Regions from separate parts of the Gossypium hirsutum genome. Here all the other regions are linked to region 2. The links are chromatin contacts, called in public Hi-C maps. All regions are on one chromosome and are shown on one strand. Each heading gives the region's core, a stretch centred on a gene start, on an enhancer-like site or on the middle of the called end of the contact. The rest is flanking DNA. Distances are from core to core; before and after follow the strand shown. Region 1 holds the start of LOC107899005 (ATP synthase subunit beta, mitochondrial). Region 2 holds the start of LOC107899620 (chaperone protein dnaJ 16). Region 3 holds the start of LOC121215915 (two-component response regulator ARR5).

What was found. A called contact is a pair of places that touch in the nucleus more often than the background predicts.
Region 1: a Hi-C map of leaf shows a contact between it and region 2, with 1.9 times the contacts expected there. The contact joins the promoter of LOC107899005 here to the promoter of LOC107899620 in region 2. A contact is called at or near these places in 4 of 34 Hi-C or Micro-C datasets (callus, leaf and petal).
Region 3: a Hi-C map of leaf shows a contact between it and region 2, with 1.9 times the contacts expected there. The contact joins the promoter of LOC121215915 here to the promoter of LOC107899620 in region 2. A contact is called at or near these places in 6 of 34 Hi-C or Micro-C datasets (all in leaf).

The regions. Positions count from the first base shown.
Region 1 is chrD04:50,630,218-50,633,179 of Gossypium_hirsutum_v2.1, reverse strand. LOC107899005 (ATP synthase subunit beta, mitochondrial) reads right to left here and starts at 1,253. Exons shown (of 9, transcript XM_016824592.2): 1 at 653-1,253; 2 at 44-119. The coding sequence starts at 1,129.
Region 2 is chrD04:50,421,980-50,424,679 of Gossypium_hirsutum_v2.1, reverse strand. LOC107899620 (chaperone protein dnaJ 16) reads right to left here and starts at 1,386. Exons shown (of 12, transcript XM_016825387.2): 1 at 778-1,386. The coding sequence starts at 917. It overlaps TRNAQ-UUG (transfer RNA glutamine (anticodon UUG)), which reads left to right and starts at 1,787; the gene lies at 1,787-1,858.
Region 3 is chrD04:50,589,541-50,592,581 of Gossypium_hirsutum_v2.1, reverse strand. LOC121215915 (two-component response regulator ARR5) reads right to left here and starts at 1,689. Exons shown (of 5, transcript XM_041090786.1): 1 at 1,610-1,689; 2 at 787-1,532; 3 at 601-686; 4 at 355-503; 5 at 1-259. The coding sequence starts at 949.

The DNA.
Region 1 (2,962 bases), core at 4-2,503, 210 kb before region 2:
AAGTAAACATTTCAAAAAATTACAAAGTTGGAAAGTCTCTTACTGAGTTCGCCTTTCTCGTCAATAGGCTCTCCAATGACATTTATGATACGACCAAGAGTAGCTCTACCAACAGGCACCTAACAAGAACAAACATGATTAAGAGGTTCATGAAATTAAAAAAAGTGTTATCGCTAGACAACTTCTAAAGGTTAAAAAAAGCCCATAAAAGAACAATGACTAGATGAAAAGAAGAAAACCAAAAGGCCAAGAGAGAAAATTGTTAAGCTCTATAAACAAGGGAGAAACGTTAAGATCCTGATCAAAACGCCCGAGTCATGGGTAACACAAAAAAGAAAGCTTTTATTTATTACTATTATCAATTCAAAGGGCAATATCAGCAGTATGTAGTTGACCAACAGATAAATAAGTAATGAGTTCTAATTAGACGCCCAATAGGTCCGAAAGAAAATTCACTGAACTCTAGAAAGAGACATATTTGAATAAGAAATTTCTCACTTATTCCAGATCAGATTCCGATAAAATGTAATTCAGATCCATAATAAAACGAATAAGATGTTCCCCTTAATTCCAAAAATACCAAAACACAAGAAATCTTCAAAAAGATTATCAGCTCCTATAAAAATGAAAACAATAAGAATAAAAACTTTACAGTGATAGGAGATCCAGTGTTGAGAACCGGCTGCCCTCGGACCAGTCCCTCCGTTCCATCCATAGCAATGGTCCTAACCATGTTTTCACCCAAGTGCTGAGCCACTTCCAGCACAAGCCGGATCGAGTGGTCCATCACTTCAAGCGCCGTCAAAATCGGAGGCAAACCTTCATCGAATCTAACATCGACGACGGCACCGATCACTTGACAAACCTGACCGATGGCTCCAGCACCAGTGAACTCATCAGTGATCTTACCTTTTCCGCCCTTCTTAGCGGGAGGAGGCTGCGATGGAGCAGAAGCGGCAGCAGCCGCAGATGTAGAGTACTCAGCATCGCGTGAGAGAAAGTAAGGGCAAGGAAAAGGGCGGCGCGTGGGGGAAGGGGAAGGGAGGCGAGGGGTAGGGCTGGGAGATTTGGAGAGAGATCGGCGAGAAGTGGAGCGGAGGAGAGAAGAGAGGAGTCGACGCGAAGCCATTGGAAAGGGCTCCCAGATACAGGCTAGGGTTTGAAAAGTGGAGCTTTTTTGAGAGTGAGCGATCAGCTATTCCGCTTGTTTAATAGGAGAGGCTGAAAAACTTCGATACCGTATTTGTAGTGGTATATTGGTACCAATACGTATCTATACTATTAATGTATTTTGACCAACTATATTGAATTTATCAATTTTTTTAATTATTTTTTTATAATATTAAATTTAGTTCTTAATATTTATATATTTTATCAATTTGGCTCTTTTTTAATTAAATTTGACTCTTGACTTGTTAAAAATTTTTAAATTTGAACATCAAGCATTCAAAAAGAGTCGAGTTGTTGTATATTTAATGGAAATACAAATTAAAACGTTAAATTTTTAAGCATGGTAATTTACGTGTACTTCAGGCTATTTTTTTATTTTTATGAACTTTTTATACATTTTTTATATTTTTAATTTTTTTGAATATTTTTTATAATTTTTAAATTATTTGTTAGCATGACATATAAAACAAATAATGACATATCCGTAAAAATTACACATTAACTGCCACGCTGGTTGCCACACCAACATTGTTAAAAAAATTAATGTTTTAGTCCATATTTTCACTAAAACAAAAGCAATTTGACTTTTGTGAGGCACCCAAATCCTCAATTATGAGCAATTTAACTCTTTTTAAAAGATTAAATGCTAAATTTAACTCAAAAAAATAATAAAGAACAAATTAATGAAATATATAAACTTTAAGGGCTAAAATTATTATTATGCTAATATTTTTTTACATATATTAGAATTTTTCTTTAGTTTTTAATAAAATATTAGGCTATGGTGGAAAATTTTATGTAATAAATATATTATTAAAAGTTTATATAAAAAATGAAATTTTGATTAAAATGATAAAATTTATATGTGAATTTTATTTGATTTTATATAAAGACAACAACTATTCTTATAATAATATAATTTATTTTGATTTTTCAATTGAGTTTTTGTCAAATTGATTTATGAGTTTTAATATGATATAGATAGATATATCTTATTTATCAACATTCTTTAACTTCCTCAAAGATCAAAATTTAAATAAGAACATATCATATTATTTCAAATAAATTATAATAAAAAAAACAAGCATTACAAAAACATAATCGAATTAAATATTAAACTTCATCTAAAGTCAAATTAAAATAGTCTCAAAAAGTGAGATTTAAATTATAATAAATTTGAAGAAAACTCACGTATAATTTGCATATGATGCAAGTACTTAATGTCCTAATATTGAGTAGGACTCCACTTGAATTTATAGATAATGATAATTTATTATGATTTTAATTATAAGTATAAAATAAATATTATTTGTCCAAAAAAATATATACATATTTTATTTTTCAAACCTTAGCATTGTAGCTAAAAATGCTTTAAGAAGTTAAAAAGTTGATTTTAAACATGAATTTGTGAAGTAAAAAATAATAATTTTAGGTTAAAAATATATTTAAAAGATATTCAAATTCGTTAATACAATCAATCATCTCTATAATAATTAACTTTTATAACAACATTTCACTATAATAATTAAGTTCGTTGTAGGACCAATTTTTTATATTTTACTTTTACTATCTATAACAACTTTCCATTTATAATAACAATTGTCATCAACTATAAAGTATGTTATTTATTAAATTTGCGCTTTATAATAATCATAATCTGTTGTCTAAAAATTTAGTGAAATCAATTATATTTTTAAGTGAAATAAAAATCATAAAGTTTAGTTAAGATGTTATTTTAATAAAATTGTTTGAATTTTACATAAAAACTTATTAATCATAATTAATTAAATAA
Region 2 (2,700 bases), core at 137-2,636:
GCTCAGCCGCCTGAATACAGCAAGTTTTTTGGGTGTATAACCAGAACTTTATATGCTTAATGTCAAGAGATGTCCAACGTGAACCTATCTGAAAAGTAGTCCATGCCATACATTGCATGTCCCAAATCACATATTTCATTTGTCATAGCTGCTTGCTGGAAAGGAGCATCATCAGGGCAAATAAACCATTCTTTGGACACATGTTGGAAACAATCATTTGGTTACTTTAGTTATGGTTTTATCTGTTGTTTGACAAGTATTCCAGATATCCAACCAGTCACTAAAGGCCAGCGTTATTCTGCTTCAAATGCCTATCCCTGCACAAGCATGGTATGGGACACCTGATCTAAGCAAAATCTGTTGTCTAACTGGCAAATACCAACACTAAAAATCTGAAGCTTGGCCAAGTTCTCCACAGCTATTGCTATATGTTGATAAATGACTGTCCTACACACTATCATTGGGAAGGCAAACCATCACACCAAACCCCAATCACTCATAAATCTCCAGTTATGGTTCGAAAATGCCATCCCAATTCAGGTCCTAAATACTTGGTATACTCCATGTACGCAAGTGAATTTACCTTTATAATTAACCATGGTTATCAATATCCTCAAACTAGTGTACTCTGATGTACCCTGAAGTAATCACTAAAAACTCTTAACAAAAATACCAAGAATTCGAACATTTGAACAACTTTAAACTTATAAAGGAAAAAGACCGAAAATTTACAATTTAAAAAAAATTAAAAAAAAAGGTAAGAAAAACTAAACATACTTGAGGGCCATTTTTCTGTACGCGCTCTTAATTTCCTGATCCGTCGAGTTTCTCAATACCCCAAGCACCTCATAAGGATCTCGACGAAGATGCTTCGCAATGCCATCGTTTTTCTCGGACTTGGATCGATGTGGCGGCATTTTTCTATAAACACCACCAAACAAAAAACTGAACCGGAATACTGTTCTATGTTAAGGTAAGAAACCCTAGAAATCCAAAACCTTCAACTAAATTCCAAAAACGGAATGGAAATTAACTCCCTTATGTCTCCACCACATTTCAACAAAGTAGGAGACTTTTTTAGGGGGTTAAGAAGCGAAAAAGGAAAGATTCAGGTGCATAGAGAAGAGAAGATAGAAAGAGGAAACTCCATGGGACTTCCAAGCTGGAGGTTTGAGAGAGAGAAGAGAAAGAAAGAGGAGGAAAATTGGAGGGGAAATTAATTAGGTGTAATGTTAATATTTTAATATATTCATTTTTAAAATTTAAATTTGAGACAACCTATATCGTCATTGGTTTATAAATATTTTCAAAAACCAAAAATCGATGGCTATGCGTTTATCTGAACAGTACCATTGCAGAATGGAGATTGCACACTGCGCACTGCAGTCTGCAAGCGCATATCTGCTTGCATTGGCACGTGTCAAGGGATCGAGGCGCACGTGGGTGCGCATTGCGCATAATTTGCATTCCCCGTTGGAGCGGGATTTTGAAAAAACATGGAAATTGTTTAATTTTATATTTTAATTATAATCTACAAATATAATTAAAGGTAAAAGCATAAGATGTTGAAGTTTTTATAGCCCAAATTATTAGTTTATTAAAAAATATATAAATACATAAATTACCGAATCTAGTTCTCTCAATTCCAAATACTGAATAATGATCTTGTTGCATGATTTAGAATAATCCGATCACTAACTTGCCGAGTATTCTTATTCCCACTGAAAATCTTTTTGTTTCCTCTAGTTTGGTTCTAAATTGTAATTTATATTTCTTTAGCATCGCCGGTTCTATGGTGTAGTGGTTAGCACTCTGGACTTTGAATCCAGCGACCTGGGTTCGACTCCCGGTAGGACCTTTTTTGTTTGATTAATGCAAATCAAAGATTATTATTTTATGACACTTTGGTGTTTAAATACCTTATGAAAAATGATACAAACTTTACCTTAAAATGTGATATTTAAAAGAAAATTGGTTATTAATTTTATCATAATTCGGACTAAAATTTATGTGGTTTTCTATTTTTTCATAATTTTTTTATGATTAATATTTTAACAATTAGACCGTTATATTTCATGCTCTAGTTATATAAATCATGCATGTCAAGTTTGATATAAATTAAAAAATTCTAAATAAAAAAAAAAGACTTTCAGCCATCAAATATATATTAATATAAACAATATTTTAGATTAATATGATAGAGATACCGAATCGATTAAAAATTTTGCATGCATGATAAGTACAAATATTTTAACAAATTCAACTATTGAATCGTTAAAATATTAATAGCATAAAAAGTTATCAATGGTGTAAAATAACTTAAGTCTTACACTGTATAAGTGAATCCCTCCCCCATAATTATTTGAATGTGTATAATTTATATTTATAATTGTGATTATACCTATAATTATATAATTGTTTGATCCAAACCAATCTAATCTTCAAGTATAGTTGCTATTGGTAAGGCTGTAAATGAACTAAGTTTGAACGAACAAACCTCTGTTCATGTTCATTTGTTTATTTTTAAGTTTGTTCGTATTCAATTTGTGTTAGTTAAGAATTTCAAATTTTTTGTTCGTGTTCATTTATTTAAATTCATGTGAGTTCATGTTCGTTTGTTTAATATCCACGAACATGTTCATTTAACTTAATCGAATATGTTCACAAACATTTAAATGAACATGTTCATGAACATATAAT
Region 3 (3,041 bases), core at 440-2,939, 170 kb before region 2:
AGACGATGGTGCTGTTGCTGATTGAATCGAGGATGATGGTGATGATGATGTTGATGATGATAAAGTGGACGGTGGGGATGATGACAGATCGTCATCTCCTTCTCTTTGCTTTCTTTTGTTGATTCCTCTTCTTTTTGCTCTTGCTCCTTCTCTTTGTTCTCCCTCTCTTAACTCTGTGGTCGTGTAATCTATTATGCGTTTTACATCTGACAATTTCACTGGTTTCACTATAAAATCCTCTGCTCCTTCCTCTAAGCATCTGTTTATCAACAATTTCAAGATCCATTATTATTTTTTTGAACCCAACTTTTTTCAATGATTCAAGGCCATAAAAGTTGCTTAAAAAAACAATACCTGTCGATTCGAGCTATAACGTTCTCAGATGACATGATTACAACTGGGATTTCTCTAAAAGCTGAAGATTCCTTCACTTTTTTGAGCAATTCGTAGCCGGTCATTCCAGGCATACAATAATCGGTGATAATCAGATCAACCTTCAGACCCTGAAAATCACAATAAAAAAAAGGCTAACGAATGAGCTCAGAAAAATCAATATCCGGGAAATTTTGTGATGAAATTGCAATTATTATTAGTACTCACATCAAAACCATTCGTTTCTTTCTTTTGAATCTCCTCATCTAATCCCAGGTATTGCAAAGCTCTCCTCCCGCTATCCACTGCCGTCACTGCACAAATCCAAAACCAAACCCCCATTCAATTCAAATCCAAACTAATTAATTAAAAAAAAAGAGTTGAAGAAAAAGAAGGGAATCTGGATGAACAAACCTTTACAAGAGGAAATTCTGAGCAAGCGTTCAATGACTTTCCGATCAACGAGGCTATCATCAACGGCAAGAACATGAACTTCTTCAGTATCAGAAGTAGAAAGATCGTAGCCGTCTATCTTCTCCGTCGTCCTCATCCAAGCAACGCCACCGTTCCGGGCCATCTCAGAGACAACAGAATGAAAGAGGGAGATTTCTGTAATGCAAAAAAGGAAAAAGGGAGAGAAGGAAGAGGTGGGCTGTAATAAAACAAGGTTTCCACCCCTGGTTCAATGGTCTGGCATTTTATACGGTGTAATGTTTTTTAAAAGAAAAATGGATATTAAAATATAAAATTTCTCTCTCAAATCAAATCTTTCTCACACTAAGAAATCCCCGCAATCTAATATTTTAATGCAAAAGGAGAGAGGGTTAATAGTCGCTGGGATTCGAAAATCCACTTCGATGCCCTGCCCCCTGGCCCCTGTCCCTTTTCACTTCCCTCTTTCCATTATTTCGTTTAAATATCGTGGTGACAGATAAGATAAATTGGTCAAAAAAAATTATTATTGAGGGACGTGCCAGTGAATGGTCGGAATCGAGCAGGGAAACTGACCGGAGGTCAATGGAGGAAGGCGCCGTCAAATCCGACACATCTCCCGAACCGGCGGCATAAATAACAACAGCTTAAAAATATGTTTCTTTTCTCCCTCTTCAACCGGCTTTGAAAAGACGGATGGAATTGGACAAACAGCATCTTTACTATTTCTAGGAAGGGTGAACACAGATTTTTATTAACAAAAACAAAAACAAAAACATCCTATATTTTCAAAATTAATAATTACCTTTTCTTTTTAATAATTTAAATAAAAATTCTAACTTCCTCGTTGCTTGTTTTTCGCAGGTACCACCCCACCTAGTGTTCTCCCTTTTTTGGTCTATAAATTCTTGTGTATTTATTTAAATACACGTGCTACTGTCCATGATTTACTGTGATTCTCTTAATTCACCATTAATCAACTTTGGTTTATGCCTTCATCACCTCTTCTTCTACCATTCAAGCTTTATGTCTTCTTCTACCCTTTAATTATTAAAAATAATAAATATTATTTTAAACCGCTTATTTAATGCCTGTATACCTTGTATAAATATATGATTTACCCACAACATGCTATAGAGCTGGTATATATTAACTTCTCTAAAAAATTCAGTGACATGGGTGAATATACCCAAATTGAGTAAAGAAGTAAGAATGAAAAGAGGGAATTAGTTAGGGAATAGAAATTAGGAATTGAAAAGAAGAATGAGAGGATAAGGACATGAAATAGAGGTGATCAAAGGGATTTAGGGAATATTAAAAACGCAGAAATGGAGTTGAAAAGGTAGCCAAAACGACAAGAGAGAGAGAAGGGAGAGATTTGGGGGAGTCGAAAACAAATCTGGGGGTGGGGGGGGGGGGACCAACAAAGCTTTTTCTAATCTTTTGGACTGTTCTTTTAAGTTTTGAAAACTGCATATCAAATCTTGGAGATCGCCTTAACCTTGCCTTGAAATCAACAATCATCGGATCCGATCCGATCCGATCCTTAACTCTTACCCCGCCTTTCCTTTTCCTCCCCATTTTTTCTTCTCACGATTTGCCTTTTCTACTTTACTTTTTATTCATTCAAGTTTTATTTTCTTTTCACAATTATTTAAGCTTCCATTCAACCTCTTTTTTAAGGTTTATTAATATATTAAAAAATCTTAAATTATTATCTTTTGTTTAAAACAAGTCAATCTACTTTTTTTAAATTAAATAAACTCATATTATTTATTAGTTCACCAAGCTTCATTAATAGAAAATGATATAAATTTCGAGTTAAATATTGATTAGGAAAATCTGGAGTTAAATTTATTTATAAATATTGAAAAGAAGTTATAATATCTAAAAGAAATTATTACAAAGAAAAACTTTTTCCATTCTTCTCTACTTTGATTCAAGGATCGTCTAGACTTTGATCTAAGATTGATGCGAGTTGCTTCAAGGGTCATCAAGACTTGACTCGTAAACTAGGTCTGGCGAGATACTTGGTTGAAAATTAGACTTCATGGAATTCAAGGGCTTTTGAGACTTGATGTTGAATCAATTATGTTCACTTCAAAGTTTGTTGAGACTTGATTTAAAAAACAATTTTGGACAGAATTTGGATTAAGAGTCTTTGAAACTTGATCTTGGATGGTTCAATCTGCTTTAAGGGTCATCGAGACTTTATCTTAAAAATAAGTTTTTATCTC